3 separate regions of the Sus scrofa genome follow, and all the other regions are linked to region 1. Evidence: chromatin contacts called from public targeted proximity ligation data. All regions are on one chromosome and are shown on one strand. The core of a region is the stretch at or near the end of the contact, and the rest is flanking DNA. Distances in the headings are between cores, read along the strand shown.

Region 1 (5,080 bases), core at 1,790-4,289:
CTGTCCATATGCGAAGTAATGAGAGCTTGTGGAGGGACTGGCAGAACTAACAATGAACAAATATGCTACATTTTGTGACAAAAAATGGTATCTTTTCTTTAGAAATGGATTTTTTAAAGTTATAATTTTACTATTTGGGAACTGAGAATGAAGAGAAAGAATGTCAAAATTGGCTAAAAATTTTAGAGGTTATAGTTAATTGGAATGAAACAATTTTTGCCCCATTAATATGGGAATATGTGCCATCAAATAACTAAGAGGCTGTATATTCTATAAGATGAAATCAGACTGAAGTAGTTTGCCTCTGTATTGAATAGGAAGAGATGGACTATTCTGGCAGAATAGAACATCTTTTTTCTCTTGAAATACATGTATATAGCAACAAGAGAAGTGTGGACTGAAGGAGATAATGCCTATAGCATTCGTATTATTAAATCGAGACCTAAATGTTTGCAATTTATAGACCAACCGCTAGATGGAGAGCTTGTCTTATCACTGAGTACCATATAGTTTTACAAAGGTTTAAAACAACCTTTATCAAATTTAAACTGCTCAGCATATTTAATATTGATAGAATGTGGTTTTCATTGCCTTTTCATATAATCGATGTCTTCAGTTTATAGATGTGAAATAATTTAGAGTTAAATAGGAATCTCTCATTCAAAGGCAAAAAAATTTGGGGAATGTGGAAGGCCTATGAAAATGACATGCTGATTGACTTGGACACTGAAAAACATAATGCACATGCATGTTAAAGTATTACTTTTATAGGATAAATTACAAAATTTTCATTCAACCTGTCAATAACATCTCATTTCTATAACTTTATATGTAACACATATATATTTTAGGGTACTTAAAGGTGTTACTTGTTGCTTTAGACTTGAGTATTATTGAGAAAACAGCAATTAAAGCAGTTTCTTAATGTTTCACCAATATATAACAAATTTAGCTATCATTTTCCATTTAGTTTTCGTTTACCATTATATGCATGGTTATTAATTTCTCCTTTTTTATGATAAAACTAAATGGTTAAAAAATCTTGAAGAATCATATTTTTAGTGACACCTAATATTTTCCTCAAAATTAAGGCTAAATGATAGGAATAGTGGGAAGTTGTATCTGAAGTCCTCATCTGGAACTCATTAAAAAATTTTTTCTGAAAAAGACATCTGTCAGTTCTAAGGGGAAAATACCACCTTGGGGACAAATCCTTTCAATTTAGTTACTATACTGAGATGCTTCAGATAAAAACTAATTTGTACTAATGATGGAGGAAGCAGGTATAAAACAGTCACTGATTTATTCCAAATGGAAAGAAATTCTATTTCACTGATGCTCTTCTAATGCCGTTCAATTTGCAATTCTCTTTTTATACACCTTAATCAGTATTTAACCCATCTCCAGAGTCTATTTTAAATATTATATTTTTTATGTGGAGATGTTACGCTTTTCATATTATATCATTATTACGTAAGTTTTTTTATCCCTTTACATTAAAAAAATTATAGTTTCCTTGAGATTCTTCTATTAACTTTAGTTCTTGGGCATCCTCTTTGTTGCCTCTGACAATTGTTCAACTTCAGGTTTGTTTTTTTTTTTGCCTGTCTGCTGGTCCTTGAGCTTGGAAATATTCCTACAGAGGTTCTGTATTTGTTTATAATATATCAAGGCCCTGGGGATTTCGCTGTCCTGAAACAACTTTAATGATAATTTCTTGACTTGGGATTCCCTGAATTAGATGTATAGTATAAATTCTGACCCCATGAGTGTACTTGGAACAAGCGTATGATTCCTCTTCCTCATGAATGACTGACTATCCTCCCCATCTAGGGCTGTAGGGCAGAAGACAAGTTTTGGTTTTGTGAATTAAAAGGGCTAGTGAATCAAAATCTAATCCTCTTTTCAACTGATGAGAAAAAGGCAGCTCTTTGAAGTTCTAGGCTTTATATAGGGCATCAGTTCCATCTTCCTGTATTATGTAACCTGTACCTAGTTCAGTATTCTTGTGGTGGCTCTTGTGTGTGTGTGTGTGTGTCTGTGTGTGTGTGTGTGTCTGTGTGTGTCTGTGTGTGAATTTGGTCATGAATTATAACTTTTTGTTATATTTTGTCCACCTTTTCTATATCTATATAGGACATGGGTCTTCCAAGTCAGCTCGAGGATGGACCTCCAGTCCATCTTGCTAGAAGTCCCTTCCATTTTACTCTCATCTCTTTGCACATCTAAGGAAAGAATTTATAAACCTTGTATTCCTGTAGCTCAAATTTAGCTTTCTTGAAAGAACAATAACTTGAGAGAAATAACTGGAGCCATTAGAAGGTGTTTTCCTTCTCCTTATTTGTAGCAATTAACTGAAAAAACACTCTAATAGGTGCTTAATAGAGGCCGTCAGATGTGATTATGAAGCTGAAGGGAATACTTATTGAAACCTGTAATGGTCTCAAATTTTTTACATCAATCATTCAATGAAATTATACAATCTAGTCATCTTTAACTTCCACTTCTTCAATTAAATACAAGGACTTCTTGAAATTAGCAGTTCTATAATATCTAGCAATGCCTCATTTCACACCACCAAATGTTAAGGGAACTTGCTGAACTACTTAAGTAACCCCTAGGTCAATAAACTGAGTCATTAGCACCTCCTTTAAATAATTGTTTGTCTGTTACTGGTTCAGCATTTATATAATCTGTCATAATACTTTGATTTTTTTTAAGGTACAAAAATTACTGCTGTAGGCTTAAAGTAGAGAATTTAAGTAGCGATGTTTTCACAGTGATAGTTTAACTATACTGTCTGGTACTGAGTGAGTTAAAGCCTGAACACCACAGCTAATTACTATGTAATGCTAACCTTAGTTGCTGGTTCATTTTGAGACTCTTTAAAATATGAACTGTGTATTTTACCCCTATGCACTCTCTTAATGATTTGTTTTTTTAGACTGAAATCACTTCCAGCCATCAGTTAGACTCTTGGTCTCTACATATGCACTTCTCCAAGCACAAATATTTCTTTTTCCTATTGGTCTGCCAGCTCTGTCAGAGCAAATTTCACTTTAAACTAAATGCTATGATACTTAAAACCTCTTGGATTACCCAGGCTGCTAGTGTGATCTATGACCTTCCAAGAATGACAGCTGAACTTTCCAATTTGCTTATACTGCTTGGGGAACTAAAAGCACATGCCAAAGAGGAAAATGTTTCTGATGTTGAACAGAGAGGAGAGTTCTTGTTGGAGGTGGGAGCAGGAGACTATTAAGTACTGAAAAATACTAATAAGAAATGAAAAGAAACTAAACATGCTGCAAAATCTAAGAGCTAGAACATAATTCAAAAGTTAATGCTAGTATTAAAAACTTTTTAGTCCAGTTGCAATATGAATAATGACCTTCAGTTACTGAAATTTAAACACCAACCAGAATCTAAAAATGATAATGTACTATCAAAATGAATGAGTTCAAGAGATAGAATATAAAATTATCGCAAGTACTATACAAAATGGGCTATATCAGCTTCCCATCTTTCTTTATAAAGCAGAAATCTGACATACGGATATGATCAAAGAGGTAATATTGCTATCTAATATGCACGCTACCCCCACTGACATGTTGTTTTCTTGTGAATTAAAAATTAATGTTAAGCTTCTATTAAAACGTCTCCAAAGTCCTTAAATAAATAATACAGTTTGAGGATATTTTTATCCATATAAAGAAACTTTTAACTTTCTTTTACTACCTTACATAAGAAGTGGATAAATGTTAGTTATAAAAAAAAATCTAAAAAATCTTATCAACCATAAGCTTAATACGAAGTTTCTAATTTACGCCCTGGTCTACTAATTCATTTATCTGTCTCAATAATTTTTAGGCCAAATAGTCTGAAAATTACTTTGGCTGATAAAAATCAAGTAGTTATAAAGACTTTTTTGTAGCTAAAACAAACTAAGTAATATTTTTCTAAAATTGAGGGCACAAGTATGGGTAATAGAAACTATATTTAAATAAATTAAAAGTGCGTGTTCTTAAATAGCTAAGCATAAAACATTTGAAAATTTGACTCTAAATAAATTTATAATACAAAATATACAACAAAAGGCATATCCTTGCATTATATTTCATTTTTTTAATTAAAAATTTTTAATGAATGATTTTTTAAATAATAATAACAACAGTAACTTTTTTTGGCCACACTGTGTAACAGCCTGATGTGGGAATCTCAGTTCCCAGACCAAGTATTAAACCTGGGCTGCAGTGGTGAAAGTGCTAAGTCCTAACCACTACACAACCAGGGAACTCTCAAGACTCTTTAAATTGGACAGTGCTTTACAATTTTCAAAAGTTTCACACATATGATTTCATATAATCCCATAACACTTTTCTCCTTCATCCCTATCTTGCCTCTCCCTCCTTTCCCTCTCCCATTGGTAACCACTACTTTGTTCTCTATATCTGCAAGTCTGCTTTTTGTTTTATTCACTAGAAGCCCCATATACGTGATATCATATAGTACTTGTCTTTGTCTGACTTACTTACTTAGCATAATATAAACATCTATGTTGGGCAGTGTTATATAAATACTTTCAGTCACTAATATGTAATCAATACAAATCATATATATATATTTCATAGTTATTTAGTGTCTCCTAAAGCATTTAGGATCTCAGTATACTATATAATACACTAATATTGTATTTAGCACTAGAAGATGAGGTACTAAAGTAAATCTCTACTTTTAAATTTCATAAACTCTTCTGGTCCTTGAAAATACCTTTGTTATATGTCTGTATTAAAAAAAGAGGTAAATTCACTTGCTACTTAGGTCTAGCCTAATTATATTTTTTAAATTTTTTGTCTTTTTAGGGCTGCACCTGTGACATATGTAGGTTCCCAGGCTAGGGGCTGAACTGGAGCTGTAGCTGCTGGCCTATGCCACAGCCATAGCAATGCCAGATCCAAGCTGCATTTGTGACCTACACCACAGCTCACAGCAACACCAGATCCTTAACCCACTAAGCGAGGCCAGGGATCGAACCTGCAACCTCATGGTTCCTAGTCGATTTGTCTCCACTGAGCCACAT
Region 2 (5,080 bases), core at 1,724-4,223, 360 kb after region 1:
CTAGGATATCCATAACTTTCTTTTAACTAGCCTCAGAATGTTCTAAACAGATATTTCTATGAAGAACCAGAAGCTCTCTAAGGGGACTTAGGTCTATTATCCTCCCTTTTGGATCCAATCATTGTACCAAATTACCTGAGAAAATGTACCAAATTATAAAACAAATATAACTTTTCCTCTAATGGGGTAAATTACCAGAAAGTTTACAAAATGGAAGAAATGAGCATTCATTCTACCTTCTCTAAGGTCAGGAAATTTAATCTTTTTGAACTGACTTGATAGTTTGGTTTTGGCTTTTAATGTCCTTCTGCTCTTTTTCTAAGCTATTTTTATAAGAAAAGTAAAACTTAATTTTTATAAATTCCTCCCTCTATTAATTAAAAATACCCTGACTCTTTCCAGGAGTTGAAGTAGAAAGTAAAGTTTCACATAGATGTCTTTCTTCTAATGACCACAGACATAGAGTTTAATGTTTAGGGAACATTATTTTCTCTGGAGTGCCATTTATTAAGAATGCATCATTAGTCACTTTGTGAAGAATGCTTCCAAGACAGTGTGGCTGGATAATATCTTACTTCTAGTTGGATGCAAGTAAAAAAGCTTTACAATTATAGGGTGGAAAAATAATGCAAGCTTCATTTAGGCAAAGTTTTCACCTAGACAACTTCTAGAACTGAGTGATCCAGGAAAGGTCTGGAACTTCACTTAAGTAAACATGAAAACTGTCACTATAATTGACACCTGGGTTTAGTATCTAAAAGCTGCCAGAAAATAACACAATTACAGACCACAATAGGACAAGATAGATTCCCTCTGTATATTGCTCTTCACCCAACACTTTTATCATTACCAAGATGAGTATTATAAATCATTCCCTGATCATTCTTCATATGTTCCACAGATTGTAGTTCATTTTCCTAAGCCTCAACTTATTGTACTTTGCTGGACTGTAAGACCAGGATGTGATATTGAAACCAGGCCCATCTCCTTCAGGGCTCTACTATTTATATTACTCAACCTCTGTGGTTGTGCTGGGTGCCAAATCTATGGATGATTCCTTCCACCCCCCCCTCCCCATCAAAAGCTCCATGGATTTTTAAGCAAGATGATATCCTTTGTTACCTTCAAATAGTTCATGTAAATTTAGGGAAACCCTCAAGAAGTCCACTCATCTTGCCTAGTTCTGGGTGCTTCAGAATCCACACAATTATAACACAAGCAGTGGCTTTGTGACAGAAAGATCCTGAATCTGTGTGGGACCAGGAGCAGGAATACAAGTTGCCCTGGCAACTGAGAGATACTTTTTTTTTTTTTTTTTTTTTTTTTTTTTTTTAAGGGCCGCACCTGTGCCATTTGGAAGTTCCCAGGTTAGGGGTCAAATCAGAGCTGTAGTTGCCAGCCTGCACCACTGCCACAGCAATGTGGGATCCTAGCCATGTCTGCAGACTACACTACAGCTCATGGTAATGCTGGATCCTTAAACCTCTGAGCAGGGCCAGGGATGGAATTTGCAGCCTCATGGATAGTAGTCAGGTTGTTAAACCGCTGAGCCACAATGGGAACTCCCCCAAGTGGAGTTACCTCTCCGTGCAAGTGTTCTAAATGTGGCTAAGTATACAAGGATCTTTAGCTTTTTTCTCCTAAGTGGGAAAAAAAAAATTGCCAATTGTGATCTTTTCTCCAAGTTTAGCTTCATGACAAGCTGTAGGAACACTTCTGAGAACAAAAGCACTTCTAGGTCTGGAGAAGGGAATAATGGAGAAAAGAGGTAACATTTTTTCAAGTTTCTTCTGTTGTAAGTGGAGGAGAGGCACAAAGGAAGACAGATCAAAGCAATCCTTTCATAATACTGGTAATAATTATTATTGGCTATAATTTAAATACATGATTGCACCAACATATTCAAAGAAGGCTGTGGTTTGGTTGTGTCTCCAGAAATTACAGAATATAAAACAAATTTGGAAAGTTGCAAATGGACTCGATTTTGTAAAAGGAAGCAATAGCATTTGAAATTTAAGTAGCAGTCATGGAAATTATTTTGCAAAAATTATTTATTAGGGGAAATGGAAAGAAGTCTGACTGAAAAAGAATAAGGTATCACATATGTTTTTTAACAAAATGACATAAAAGGAAGCTTTAAGAATGCCTTCCAGAATGTGGTAATGAGTATCAGTAACATACTGCAGAGATTGGGCACGACTGATTGAAGCAGGAAAATAAGTAAACAATTGTACACTGGACTAGGTCTCAATTTAGGGGGGAGGAGCCAAGTGACAGGATTTGCAATGAGCGTGTCCACCATGTTCTTGAAATTCTTTGTCTCCTCCAAAAAACCATATCCATTTAGCAGAAGACTCCAGCCGGGTCTTGGTCCTTCTATGGCCTTTATGTCTGGTAAGAAATTCTGCAAGGCACCTCCCTTTACATCCTGAACTTTCTGGGAATTCCAGCCCACCTTGGGGGAATGAGATGTTTATTTTCATTCTTCCCAGCCAGATCCAGAGAAGCTTAGCACTCTCAAGGGCTGTTGCCACCTACATAATCTTGATACAGCATGGAGAGATCAAATATAGATCACTAAGTTTGAGGTTGCAAATGATCACTGATGCATTACCAAATCAACCAAAATATTTATCAAGCACCCCCAATGCGTAAGGCATAATAGCAGAGCTATGCAAATGAATTTGAGTAGTTGCAGTCAAGGAATCTATAATCTGGTTGTAGAGCAGATAATAAACATTGGTAGGTACTGTGTGTCGACAAAATGATGCCAATGACATTTAATAATTAATGCTTTTTGACAACTTATACCTGACTAGAAAAAAACTTGATGATAAAGTTATGTAGATCTCAGCTCTAAATTTGCCCCACACTTTCTCAGTGCATCTACAAACCTCATTATTTTTTACCTTTCACTTACATGTGATTACACAATGATTGCCCTGGGGCTATAAATAGAAGTGTCCAGGTGCCAAGAGACAGATCAGGTTAATCTGGCTCCAGATTTGGCCCAAGGACCTGATTGGAGACTCACTTTTAGACATTGATTTTCTGTACTGAGAAACTAGTTTATTGGCACTTTGTGTTTCTGGGGAAGATATTTTCAAGTATATACTGAGAAAAAAAAAGGGAAAGTACCAAGAAAATGATTAGATAAAATGGACTATGACTTTGAATAAATTCTACTTGTTTATTATCTCATCATGCCCAAATTGATTAGCAATCAAAATGAATTTGGGATTATAATGCTATTACAGACCTCAAGAGGTTAAAGCCAAAAGAAATATGCTTTGTACTTAGTAGATCCTCAAGTGTTCACTGAACTCAATGACATCATTCAGGACACATAGTCAGCTTTATGCTTTCCCCAAATCTCTGGATGGTTCACTCCCTCTGCCTTATTGTTCTCTTAGTCATCTATTTTGGTTTAAATATTAACCAAATCTTTCTTGTCTTAATTTAAAGTAAGTGAATTCTGCTTGGTCCTCAGGAATAGAGAGGAAAGTAAAAAGCTTTGTTAGGTTCTCCCAATACTGTCTGACTTAATCTCATAGTCAAAACACTACGCTTTAATTTAAGAAAAAGTTTTAAAAGAAAAAATGTGAATGACAGTTTAGGTAGTTTATTTTTTTATTTTTTATTTTTTTTTGTCTTTTTTTGCTATTTCTTGGGCCGCTCCCGCGGCATATGGAGGTTCCCAGGCTAGGGGTCGAATCGGAGCTGTAGCCACTGGCCTACGCCAGAACCACAGCAACGCGGGATCCGAGCCGTGTCTGCAACCTACACCACAGCTCACGGCAACGCCGGATCCTTAACCCACTGAGCAAGGGCAGGGACCGAGCCCGCAACCTCATGGTTCCTAGTCGGATTCGTTAACCACTGCGCCACGACGGGAACTCCTAGGTAGTTTAAATTATGATCTAGTTGTACGGTTTACATGTAAAGACATAAAACCCATAGGTATCAGTACCTTTTATTTTAAATAATTAAAGGTATTTTTGTATTAAAAAACCACACAGATAATAGTGAAGATTTTAATAGAAAATTTATTTTCTGTAAGTGTTGATATCATTTAGTCCTGATATGAATCACAAAGGCCATTTACCATATAGCATAATGCTGCCCACAAGGATTGTGCAAGCACACCTGTGTGTTTAAGCTTAGGTACATGAGAAATGCGGTCCATGATCTTAACATCACCGGGGGGAAAAACACTGTTGAAGGTGAAGCCTGCAGCACAAGCCATGTGGGAAGTGATTGTGATTCTTTTACCTCACCCCACTAGAGACCATCTCCTGAAGCAGTCACTTCCCCATGCTTATGAAACAGCATAGAGCCTTTATGTCTCTGTCCTTTCAAGTAAAAGCCTTTTGCTTTAGCCTCCAGGCCCTCCATGACCTTCAAAAGACTGGTTCAAGAGTTCATGATTAGGAAATGTGAAGATGTAGAAACAAAGAGTAGCTGTTGGACTGGGAAACTGGTAAAAATCTAGACTATAAAGCAGCCACATAGCAGATGCACAAAACTCCCAGTTCCCTGAAAGATGTAGATAAAGGTCTGACACACATTCCTAAGCTGTTTTACAGGAAGCAGAGGCCCACAGATAAAAACTGCTGACCTCAAGTATGTAGACCCCAGAACAGTTTAAATCAGGAGATTGGTGATGCTGATCGTCATATTGGAGAGCCAGGGAAACCTCACCTTGATGCTAGCCATTTCCAGAATTGCGCATGAGCTGCTCACACACCCTGCAGCACCCTCCCTCACATTGCCTTTAACAGTCCTTTGCCTGTGCTGGGATGTTAAGATGGTTTTTATGGACACCAGCCCAGGGTCTTCTTGGTTAGCAAGTTTCTTGAATAATGTACTTTCCTTGCCTCTACATCTTGTCACTTGATATGCTGGCCTGTCATGAGTAGCCAAATCTGAGTTTGGTAATATTTACACAGGAAAGCCAGTGAGGTCTGGTGGTACACGGATAGGCTTGAGGGCTCAGACGCCTGGTTCTGGTCCAGGTTCTGCTTGACTCTTCTTTGCTTAGGGACCTAAATCAAGTCATATCTTTATATACTCATTTTAT
Region 3 (5,080 bases), core at 937-3,436, 260 kb after region 1:
ATGAACCAAGACATCACCAAGAAGCTTCTCTGCCAGAGTACCTTGTCCTGTCTGATATCCCAGAGACTTGCAATGGGATGGAGAATGGGAAGAAAGGCTTTCATTTTGGAAGCACTTCTCATCTAACCAGGGAGGTAGCCCTCAGTGACCACTTCTGCCTATCAGATGAAGGATGTGGCGGTAGGCCAGACATCCAAGGTCTTGGGGAAATACCAGGATACCTTTGTGGCTTAGTTCATAACGTAGTAGTTTCTTCTATTTGTTATGTGGCAGGGAAAATTGTACTTTCAGAACCTTGTTTTCATGGTCTGATGATGAACAAACAGCATTTGGAGGACAGCAATTCAATCATCCTTGGTTAATGAAGAAGCAAGTTAAAAAGTACTTTCATATATGCAGCTGCTAGAAGATCAAATGGAACCATGGAAATCTATGACAGGCCAGCAGTTCATCCCAGGCTCCATCTGCATGCAGCCTTATAACTGCATCTTTATCGAATCAGAGACCTGTTGTACTTAAGAGATTTTGAGATAATATATCTCCTTCAAATATTTCTCTTTACAGATAAGAAAACAGAAGTTCAAAGAGAATAAATGATTTATCAAATTAACCCAGAGACAGCTAGTACTGTAAACGTATGTTTGATCCAGGATCCAACACTCTTTCCCACACACCCACCTCCAATGATCAATGTCATTTTCTGGAACCGTGAAGAATGATTGTTGTTGGGGGAACTACTGTAGAGAAGGGACTTCAGAAACTTTGACTAGGTTAGAGAGGAGAGCAAACCAGTTTGATTCAGCACTTTACTTGAAAGAACTGAGGCTTTATTGGATGCTAAATTGCAGGAGAAGCCATCCCATTGACTGAAATCCTTTTCGGGGGAGTAATTTTCTCACCCACATGAAAGTAAGGAATTCTTCCATACTCTTAAGTACTACTATTAAGGGAACTCAAAGAGGTCATTTTCCAAATAGCTCCTTTACCCTTCCCACCAAGAATTCATTGCTTTAATTTAGGGGAGTGGTTTTTTGGAGAATTGGCTGGTCCAACATGAAGTTGCATTCTAAACTTGAGTCATTTGCTTTTCTTCTGACTTCTTTCTCTTTACCATTCTCCACAGTTTTACTTTATTTTTCAAATGAAAAGTTGTTCTGTAAAGGTAATGGCAGTTCTTGGCTAACTTTTTTTTTAATGCAAAAAAAAAAAGCCACGCAATGAGAAGAAAATCTCTATCTTAATTCTGGCCCTCAGGCTTCTAATCCTCTTTTCTAAAGAAAAACTCTAAAACAAGCTTCTTCTATTTTCCTATGCAAAGTCTATTTAAGTGTATGTTAATATGTAACAAACTCTTTTATACACATAGCAGCATATTATTCTCACTGTATTGTACCCTAACTTTTTTCACCTAATGTTTCTTTAAGATTATTATCTATTATATGGAGACTTAACCTTTTTCATTTTAATTATACATAATCTTTAAAAGATTGATAAAATAGATTCTATTTCATTCTGTTATTATTCCTGTCTTTCTAGTGCCTGTCAGGTGGCCAAATCCTTAACAGACCATATGAATTGGTCCAGGAAGGCCTATGGCTTCTAAACCCAAGAATCCAGGAGCTAGTCTCCATCATGTAAATTTCTTGGGTAACTAGTCTATAATGTCACTATATGTCACATTTTGATTCTCAGATGACCTTCCCTATCTGGTTTGGAAGAGAGGTTTGGTGGGGTCCTGAGAAGCTGACTTGCCTTGCCTTTGTTGTCTTGGCTTCTCTGTTATAAATGGAATATTGCAATCCTACTCTGCCATTTCTCTGAGGAGACATTGGATTTTGCTGGCAGCCAGAGCTTCAGGCTACTCAGTGGAATCTCTTTGGTTCTGTAGCTTCAGAAGGAGCCAGGAGGCTGTGCTTGCAGGCCAAGGGAAACACTGCTTCAGACTCAAGACCACGACTTGGCAGAGATTCTGGGGCCTGCTGAATTTTGGAGAGGGCTCTCTCATACCCCTTACTTACCCAAACCGCTCTTTCCCACTAAAAGTTAGGATGGAGTGACTCAAGAAATCTGGTTTAGTCACTAGCACATAACAATTGCCAGGGGAAATGGATTCCAGTCTCACTCTGGTACAATAGGAAAGGCGAGTGCCCGCTTCCTTAGCTGGGAAGGAAGGAGAAGGAAGCCAGAGTCCAAATCAGATATCTCGAGTCTCAGCAGCAGTCGTGGTCTGTGCTTAGACAAATAATCTCGAGGAGACCCAAATCCCCTGTTCATTGTGAAAACAGACAGTGCCAGAGTGAAACAGAATTAAATTGTTTCTCTTTCACGGCAGCTGAAGTGTAAAAACCATTCTATTCTGACCTTGTGGTCAGAATATCCTGACACCTCATAAATTATCCTAAGGGCTCAGGGCCTGGGAGGCTGAGGAAGACTGAAAGTCCAGCCACAGTCAGCCCTGCTCCTCCCTCCTGGCCTTTCTGATATGCACACACCAAGGTCAGGATGTGGAGGAATGCAGTTTCCTCAAAATCGGTTTTTCTGAGTTAGGTTTAGGACACATACGTCCCCCTCCTTTTATGTTCTTAGAGTTCATATGGCTGCAGGGCCTACTTTCATGAAAAGTTTATTTAGAGGCAGGAGAAGCACAGGGATAACTCCCCAGTCTGAGGTGATTTTTGTCTTAAGAGAAAAAAGAAAGGGAGGGGAGAGAAAGAGGGAGACACAAAAGATGAAGCGATAAGGAGAGAAAATGATTAAAGAAGGAAAAAGAAGGAAGAAAGAGGAAATGGGAGTGAGAGGAAGGGTCTATCCATTCAGATAGGGCCTCCCCTCCCCGTCTGTCTTCCCCCTCCCTTCCCCCTTCCTCATGCCCCCACCACCCATACCCATCTGGTTACTTGGAAACAAAGAGCAGCATGGAACTCTTGTATTTCCCTGCCTCCTGGTGAGCTTCCTTTAAAGCCTACATCCATCTGTGCTCTACACACAGTAGGTGCTCTGTAAATGTTTTCTGAGTGGAAAGATCCACAGATGGGTCCCCAGAGAGGGAAAGAGATTTATTTTGGGAAACTCCGAGTATGGAGAGCAAAGTCATTTAGAGCAAATAATTCCTATAGACGGAATCACTGTAAGGTTTAAAGAATCTGGGTACTTGTGGGTGTGTCTGGATGTATTGTGTGTGGGAGCGTGGGTGGGTGGTCTGAACGGGTAGGTAATAAGTGACAGGAGGGCCCTTGAAAATATAAAGGGCTCCATAACTACTGTAAAAATAAAACTGGGAACAGCATGCCCAGACCTCCAGCCATGCAGTGACCAAACCTGACCTTGGCAGAGATGAATAATATTGTGGAGATGGATTCAAGAATTATTAGTGAATGTTTTCAGTCTCTATGGGCTTTTTTTTTTTTTTTTTTAAGAACGGCTGGGTGGGTTTTTGGCAAGGCAAATGACTGCAACAGCCTGTAGGATTCCAGAGCCCTTCTAAGCTCTTTCTAGACTCTGCTATATTGATTTCTTTTTTTTTTTTTTTTTAATTTCTAGTTCTTTTTCTTTCCTCTAATGATGTATTTTCTGGTTTTCCTTTGGACAAAGAATATGATTCCTCAGTTGCCTCTGCTTTTAATTCCTCTCTTGGAAATTATATCCAAAGCATTCCTTACCAGCAGTCAGACAATTCTCTTTCTACTTCTTCTGACCTGGCGAAGGAGAAGAACAGAAGATCCCAGGGAGCAGATGGTTAAAAAATGTTTATTTCAGGGTTCAGAGTAGGCCACAGTATATTATTTTTTGCTGCTGTCCTAGTACACAAATATATCCTCACTGGAATGTACATCGTGTGATGGTGAAGGGAAGCAGGGCCAAAGGAAGTATTTTTGGCCCTTTGAATGGAGATAGATAACCCACTGGGAGACTATCCCACAACTGTGGGTACCAGACAAGTTTGAGTTGTTGATAAACACCTTCATATATGTATATCTGCTATCACACAATAGCAAACTCTCATATTTAATTTAGATGTTTTTCTTAGAGAAATAGCAACTTGCAAGGGTTGGTAACGGATCCTTAAACCCTGCACATATTTTGGGTACCAGGTGGTAAGTCCTAGCATTAAAGTTTCTTAGATGCTGGAGATTGTGTGCTATGGATGTAGACATCAAGGAATATCATGAAACTAAATTTTTTTTTCTGTGAAAGTACACTGATAACAACCTTGAATGCTATATCCCTATTTCCTTTATGTATCTTTTTGGAGTTTACCTAATCATTCCCCAAACTAATCAGCCTAATTCTTGATTCCATATGACCATCTCCCTCTTTTCATTGTTGTGCACATCTGTATGTATTTATGTTGACTTTATGTATTTTATTTCCCTCCCATTAGACCTTAATCTCCTTGAGGATAGGAATCAGTGTAATCTTTATTCTGTATCCCCAAGTGCCTGGGATTGTTTTGTGAATCCTATGTGTAGTCAGTAATGAAGTACACATTCCTCCCTCTGAAGCACATTCTAATGCTAGATTGGCTTGTTTTACTAACTTCTTCTTCCATCTCTTTACTGGTCAGTGCATGCTCAAGAAATGCTGTTATCAGCCATAGGATGACACAATTAGGGAAAAATACAATTCTAAAATTATACAATATACTTCAAAGTCAAGAATTAATTATCTGTACATTTCCCATGGCTTTGCAGGCAGCAAGATGGCATGTAAATTGTAGATATAAGTTTCTGATCATAAGCAATTATCCATCCTTCAGGAAAATACAAACTTTCTATCCAATTGCTAAATATTTTCACATATGTTTCTCTTGAGCTGTTCTCTTTGGTTCTCCCTGGGGCATTCTACTGGTCCCTTCACCATTAGCATCTCCTAAATTTTGAATCAGATCCCACAAACAAGGGGACCACACACGGACAATCAACAAAATAAATCTGCACTGTTTCTCAACAAGGTTCTATGTCCCCTTTGGCACTATTTTACCAAAACTACTGATTCTTTTTTTTTTAGGCCCGCTCCTGCAGCATTTGGAAGTTCCCAGGCTAGGGGTCGAGTCAGAGCTGCAGCTGCCAGTCTATGTCAA

Evidence for each region.
Region 2: a contact with region 1 is called in a targeted proximity ligation map of skeletal muscle, with 4 times the contacts expected there. A contact is called at or near these places in 2 of 47 Hi-C or Micro-C datasets (embryonic fibroblasts and epiblast stem cells) and 1 of 2 datasets of targeted methods (skeletal muscle).
Region 3: a targeted proximity ligation map of skeletal muscle shows a contact between it and region 1. A contact is called at or near these places in 2 of 47 Hi-C or Micro-C datasets (embryonic fibroblasts and skeletal muscle) and 1 of 2 datasets of targeted methods (skeletal muscle).

The regions. Positions count from the first base shown.
Region 1 is chr4:81,092,945-81,098,024 of Sscrofa11.1, reverse strand. The region is part of intron 19 of KIFAP3 (kinesin-associated protein 3); the gene reads right to left. Among named protein-coding and RNA genes, the nearest start is that of SCYL3, 39 kb to the left of the region's middle.
Region 2 is chr4:80,732,249-80,737,328 of Sscrofa11.1, reverse strand. No RefSeq gene overlaps it. Among named protein-coding and RNA genes, the nearest start is that of METTL11B, 140 kb to the left of the region's middle.
Region 3 is chr4:80,835,092-80,840,171 of Sscrofa11.1, reverse strand. No RefSeq gene overlaps it. Among named protein-coding and RNA genes, the nearest start is that of METTL11B, 40 kb to the left of the region's middle.